2 separate regions of the Mus musculus genome follow, and region 1 is linked to region 2. Evidence: chromatin contacts called from public HiChIP or PLAC-seq data. All regions are on one chromosome and are shown on one strand. The core of a region is the stretch at or near the end of the contact, and the rest is flanking DNA. Distances in the headings are between cores, read along the strand shown.

The links. HiChIP or PLAC-seq counts read pairs in DNA pulled down with a chosen protein or histone mark.
Region 1: a contact with region 2 is called in an H3K4me3 HiChIP or PLAC-seq map of intestinal villus epithelium, with 5 read pairs. The contact joins the enhancer-like site here to the promoter of Nsfl1c in region 2. A contact is called at or near these places in 2 of 39 promoter capture datasets (liver and pre-B cells), 1 of 484 Hi-C or Micro-C datasets (nephron progenitors), 2 of 115 datasets of contacts at active chromatin or transcription factors (bone marrow-derived macrophages and intestinal villus epithelium) and 3 of 9 other capture datasets (adipose tissue, liver and pancreatic islet).

The regions. Positions count from the first base shown.
Region 1 is chr2:151,615,105-151,618,025 of GRCm38.p6, reverse strand. All of the region lies in intron 2 of Snph (syntaphilin), which reads left to right. Among named protein-coding and RNA genes, the nearest start is that of Snph, 16 kb to the left of the region's middle. Within about 2 kb of position 1,520, at least 34 of the 459 cell types and tissues checked have an H3K27ac peak or open chromatin away from gene starts, as enhancers often do. A contact at or near this core is called in intestinal villus epithelium and pancreatic islet, where this site is marked.
Region 2 is chr2:151,492,748-151,495,650 of GRCm38.p6, reverse strand. It overlaps Nsfl1c (NSFL1 (p97) cofactor (p47)), which reads right to left and starts at 1,469. Exons shown (of 10, transcript NM_198326.3): 1 at 1,239-1,469. The coding sequence starts at 1,343.

The DNA of each region.
Region 1 (2,921 bases), core at 271-2,770, 120 kb before region 2:
GACTCCACATGAACTCAGTCGAGGTAGCTGGGAAAGAGGCATGAGGGTGAGATTGTGATATCACAACAGCTCTGAGAGGTATGTGGGCATGAGCAGACATAAGTGCCCAGGCTCTATCCCTAGGAGAACAGAGGAACTTTCCAGAGCCCCCTTTCTGCTGCCCAGAGTAAATTGTTGAGGCTCTCAGGATGCCTGGATCATCTGTACACTGCTTAGCTTCCTCTAGCCATTGTTTCCTAAATCTTGATTCTGAAGTCAGCCCTATTTGCAGGTACCTGGGAAGACTCCCTGCCTTTGAAGGCATGGATGGAGTCCCTTCTTGCTCAGCCTTTGCAGATGAGCAGCTGGCCAGACCCTCAAGCCCAGAATGTTGCTGCCCATAGTTAACAGGCTGGAGCTGCTACTGTGACTTGCACTCAGACTTGGGGCTGTTTGTGTAGATGCTTGGAGCTGGGGATGTTGCCTTCCCTGAACGAAATTAGGGTTGTACTAATACCAGAGAAGGAGGTGTGAATCCTAGGAGGAAGTGATTGGTGTTTGCGGCCTCCCAGAGGCTAGGCATTGTCGTGGCTCTGCCCCTGCCCCAACCCTGTCCCTCATGGGCCATCTCTTCTGGCCCTGAAGGATTGACCCCCTGAATTCTTCTTGAAGCCACTTCTGATTCTGGCCCCTCCCCTTTCTTCTCATTTTAGCTCTACGGCCCTCTTAACCTGTCTCTTACCTGCTCCACTAGAGCCTTTCATCACCTCTAGTGCAAGGGCACCTACTGTGATTTAAACCTGACCTTCAGCATTAAACCCGACTTGACGTTGAACCTGCTAGTATTCCTATACACCCATATACCTCCTGGCCCAGCCTTGCCCTCTACGACCCCTCTGTCCTTACTGCAGGTGGCTGCACAGTACCCAGCCACCAGAGCATTCTGGAACATTAACTGCTGACCCCACACTTAGGAGAGTGGCTTCACAGGAGGCCCCAATGCATTCTTTAGAACCCTACTCAAGGGCTCCCTTCCAGTGCCTGCAGAAACACTCTTCCCTCTGGCCACATGGGTGTGAAGACACTGGCCACAAGGGAAAACAGACAGCAAAATTATATTGCATGGCTCTTTTGTCTGGGATTAACTTTGCCCTTTAAGCCTTTGGTCAGGAACAGTGGCTTTACCACCCAGGAAATCCAGCCATTGTGCAGATGTTATGGGTGGGAGGAGTCAGCTGGCAACCTGATCCTCCAAGAAAGCAGTTTGTCTGGCAGAACATCCAGGCTCCTTGATCCTGGCATCCACCCAGGGATCCATCATGAGGAAATAACACTAAATGCAGAACAGTAGCTACAGACAAAGATAGCACTGGCTTTGGTAATGAAAAAGTACTAGTATTTAGCCGAAGGGGAAAGTAAACCATCATGGATCAGGGATGGAAGATTATGCAAGCCATAAAGCATTGTGCATATTTGTGAGTGTCTGTGTTAACGTGGGTGTGGGTGCATGGTGCATGATCGTGTGTGAGTATAGGCACAGCCATGCCCCAGCACTTGTGTGGAGGACAGCCCTGTGTGTCAGCCCCCCTCACCTTCATGTGTAACTGCTTGTGCCAGGCTGATTGGCCTTCTAGCTTCCAGGGATTTTCCTGTCTCTACCTCCCTTCTCACTAAGAGCATGGGGACTGCGGATTCACATTGCTGTGTGCAGCTCTCTTCTTCTCTTCTCACTAAGAGCACGGGGACGGAAGATTCACACTGCTGTGTGCAGCTCTCTTCTTCCCTTCTCACTAAGAGCACGGGGACGGGAGATTCACACTGCTGTGTGCAGCTCTCTTCTTCCCTTCTCACTAAGAACACGGGGACGGGAGATTCACACTGCTGTGTGCAGCTCTCTTCTTCCCTTCTCACTAAGAGCACGGGGACGGGAGATTCACACTGCTGTGTGCAGCTCTCTTCTTCCCTTCTCACTAAGAGCACGGGGACGGGAGATTCACACTGCTGTGTGCAGCTCTTACACGGATTCTGGAGATCCCGACAGCTCTTCACACTTGCACAGCACGTACTTTAGCCGATGAGTCATTTCTCCAGCCCCCAGAAAACACATTTTATAAAAGACTGCACCATATGGACAATTCCTAAACCATGATAAAAATTTAAAAGATATGAAGATACACACACACCCCACACACACTATGGTTAGAACCATGCAAAACCAATAACAAAAATTACTGTGTGCTAGCCAAGGGGTAGTGTGTACTTGCCTTTAATCCCAGTACTTGTGAGGCAGAATTCTGTGTATCTCTGAGTCTGAGGCCAGCATGGTCTACATAGTGAATTCCAGGACAGCCAGGGCTGTACAGAGAAACCCTGTCTCGAAAAAAAACCAAAAAAATAAATAAATTAGTTAATTAAAAATTAAAAAAAAAAAACTGACCCAGTCCAAGGAAAGGAAGCCTGTTGTACCATGGGACCTTCCTGGTATGTTACCCAGGGCTTTGGTCTGTAAATGTGTCCTCTAAGCAACGGCGTGGCTCCTGGCGGGCATCATCACTAAACACATTGAGCTTCACTTGGCAGGGAGGGGCAGCTGAGGTTCCTATCCAGTCCTTTGCTGAGAGGCACATTCCTAGCTCAGTCTTAACCCAGGACAGTTCACTTTCTCTTCCCACCAAACCAGAGTCCCTGTGACAGGCTCTTGTGTGCTCTTAGGAAAGGCAGGTTAGAGGGATATACCAGAGCCCAGCGCCAACAGAACCAGTGAAGGGCGGACTGTTTTACAGAGTGGAGATCGTGTGCACCAGCTGCAGGGAAGAAGAGAGGTTTTGCCTGCTGCAGTTAGAGGTGCATTCTGTTTCCTCTGCAGCCCCAGTGGCCTTGTCCAACAGGCTTTCCCTTTTAGCCCCAGCCAGCATTTTCACCAACATCTGGCAATAGCCAAA
Region 2 (2,903 bases), core at 220-2,719:
AGGTAAGAGCCTCAGTTCGGATGATCTACTGGGATAGAAGCTTTTCTCTTATGTATTTCCACTCAGCACAGAGGCTTCACAGCGCCTTTAAGAGCATCTTTCTGTTTGTTATGTTTTTGAAAGAGGGACTATTTACTCCTGGAACTATGTAGATCAGGCTGGTCTCGAACTCAGAGATCTTCTGCCTCCAGAGTGCTGAAAGAGTTAAAGGAATAAAGATCCCTAATGTTTGGGAAGCTAAATATTACAGTCAGTAGACATGGTTACATCAGAAAGCTCACACAGTGAGCACATTCGGTGTCCCTTTGAGGGTCCAATTCCTTATCCATAAGATAGGGTTAGTCTTTACCTGTTTAATTAGTAGTTAGCTCTTCAGCAAGTTATTTATCCTCCAAGTCTCAGCTGCAATGTGAGACATGTAAATGAGACATTCTGTAATGCTGAACAGTGCCTGGCTTGTTGTAGGTACTCAAGAAATATTAGTCATCGTCATCTACCTAAGATGTAGGCTGGCCAAGGACATTTATGCAATCAATTCTTTCTAACATTAATTACTGTGTTTCTGAGCAATAAGAGATGGGTGTTGCTCTAGGGATCAGAAGTGTGCAACATTTTATGCCTGGTGGAGCTTTGCCTTCTAAATTAATTCCTTAGTGACTATTTACTACATGCCAGTGAACAAGACAGTAAGTCCTAAGAAATTCCCATTTTACAGTTAACTACGAAATGTGCAGAGACCCCAAACGTGCGCCACAATCCCACAGGTAGTTTCTCCCTGCAATTAGGCAAGAGTGGGGCGTGGGCTGATGCCTTGCAGGGTTTCCCCCACCAGCACAGCATCCTTGCAGAAGCGGAATCGGAAGGCCACCGCGACCTCGGTGGGGCTCCATCTGGAAGCAGGGCACTCGATTCCACCCGGCCACCCGCAGGCACTCGCCGTGGCAGCCACGCCCCCAGGCGACGACTCCACGCGGACTGCGGCAGCGCCCAAAGTCTCGCCAACACTGCGAGCCCGCAGGAAAACAGAGGCCCTGCAAAGCAGGGCCCGCCCGCCTCCATGAACTTCCAAGCCAGGCCGGTGACGCGTGGCAAGCGACCCCAGGCACCATGAGGCCTGGGCCAGGCAGGGCCCAGCCCCGCAGGGATGACTGTGCGCTTCGGCCGCGTAGGGATCGCAGAGCCGACGCCGCACTCCGTATTCCCCAGCCCGTCCGAAGCGGCCCGCCTCGCGGCGCTACCTGCAGGTCCCAGCCAGCCGACTCCAGGAAGAAACGGGCCCTGTCCTCCTCAGTGCCAGTCACCGCCACGAACTCCCTCAACGCGTCCTGCCGCTCCTCCGCCATCTTCGCCCCGTGCACTTCCCAAACCGCTCCGGCGGACACTGCAACAGCCCGAACCCCAGGTCTGCGTTCCGCCCGCCGTTCTACCGCGTCCAGCCGCTGGGCGCCTGCTCGTAGGCTCCGCCCAATGCGGTGCCACAGGAAAAGCCCTCCGTGTGGGAAACCTAGCCGCCTCGCGCCCTCTGGTGGCCCCTATGTGAGCCTCACCTTAATGGCTGAAGTAGAAGGTCGATGGAAGTGAGTAGGGAGGGGCTGGTTTTCCCACAGGATGAAGTAGTCCCGAAATCAGATCCTGGAAATTACTCATGGTCTCATCCCTTTATTTCGTTAATTATTTATTTGCACATTAATTTCCTTCTTGAAGCATTACGCTGTCTATGGCTTGATGCTCTTCCAAGGGCTGTGGAAATAACAGAGATAAAACAAAGTATCCTGTCTTCTTGTTGCTTATGTCCTTTGACCCTAACAGTTCTAACCGATGCTCACATCCCCATGGTTTCCTATCTTAAACTAGTATAAGTCTCAGCCTGCCACTTTCCACAGCATCTAGCAAATCACCATTGCATTGCCACTGGCAGGCTGGCCCAGGACAAGGAGACTCAGAGCAGAGGTAAGATGGACATGTGTCACCTACAGAGAAAGTTTAGAGCTCTCTCTCCAACAGTGCTGCCCCTCAAGTGAAAGTGGGGACAAGTGAAGCTGGGAGCCTCCTAAGTCCATCTATTTATCCCTCATTTTCAAGGTTAAACTGTTACCATCCTACAATCTGCTAAGTTGGTGACCAGCAATTATTCTACCAGAACTTATTGAGTGTTCAGTGAGGTTCCTGTCAGCTGATTATATGCTTTGTTTTTCTCCTCTTCTTCCTATGCCTGACTCAGAGCCACATTCACTGTGCATGAAGCCACTACTAATGAATGTGTGAATGAATGAATAAGTGAATGGATGAAATAACACATGGATCAGACAATGAGGATCTCACAGGGAGTGGTCTATGCAAGAGCCCCTTTCAGTCTTTTTGTTCCACAGAGTCATACTATGAGAATGAAGAGCAGGAAGTAGCTCTGCCAGGGGCATCTCCAACTTCTAAGCCAGCCTCGGGCATGGCTGCAAACGCGACAGCACTGGATTGGTGTGAATACCGTCCTTTGGTATAACTGCAGATCAGTCCCACTGTAACCAACTGAAAAGGCCCACAGAGGCCATTTGGAACCTAACACATTGCAGAGAAGCAGTAAGGAGAACCCTATCTGCTTTTGATGCTGGTCCGATTCATAGTCAGCCCTCTGCCCAGCCTGACAGCTATCAAGAAGACTATAGGAATAATTGTGGGTGCAGGGCATTAGGGTTCCCTTAGCCTGCTGAAGGTGCTGTGTTCACATTATTATCTATTTCATCATAAAATAAACCTCTGCTAGGTAGAGGTTAGTATTCCCATTTTACAGGTAAAGACAGAAACCAGAGGTTCAGTAGGACCACACCTAATGAAAAGTACAACCTGGGCCTTGCCGTCCCAGCTTCTCAGGTGCCTGAGACTGAAAGAGTGACCTTGCAGAGCATATT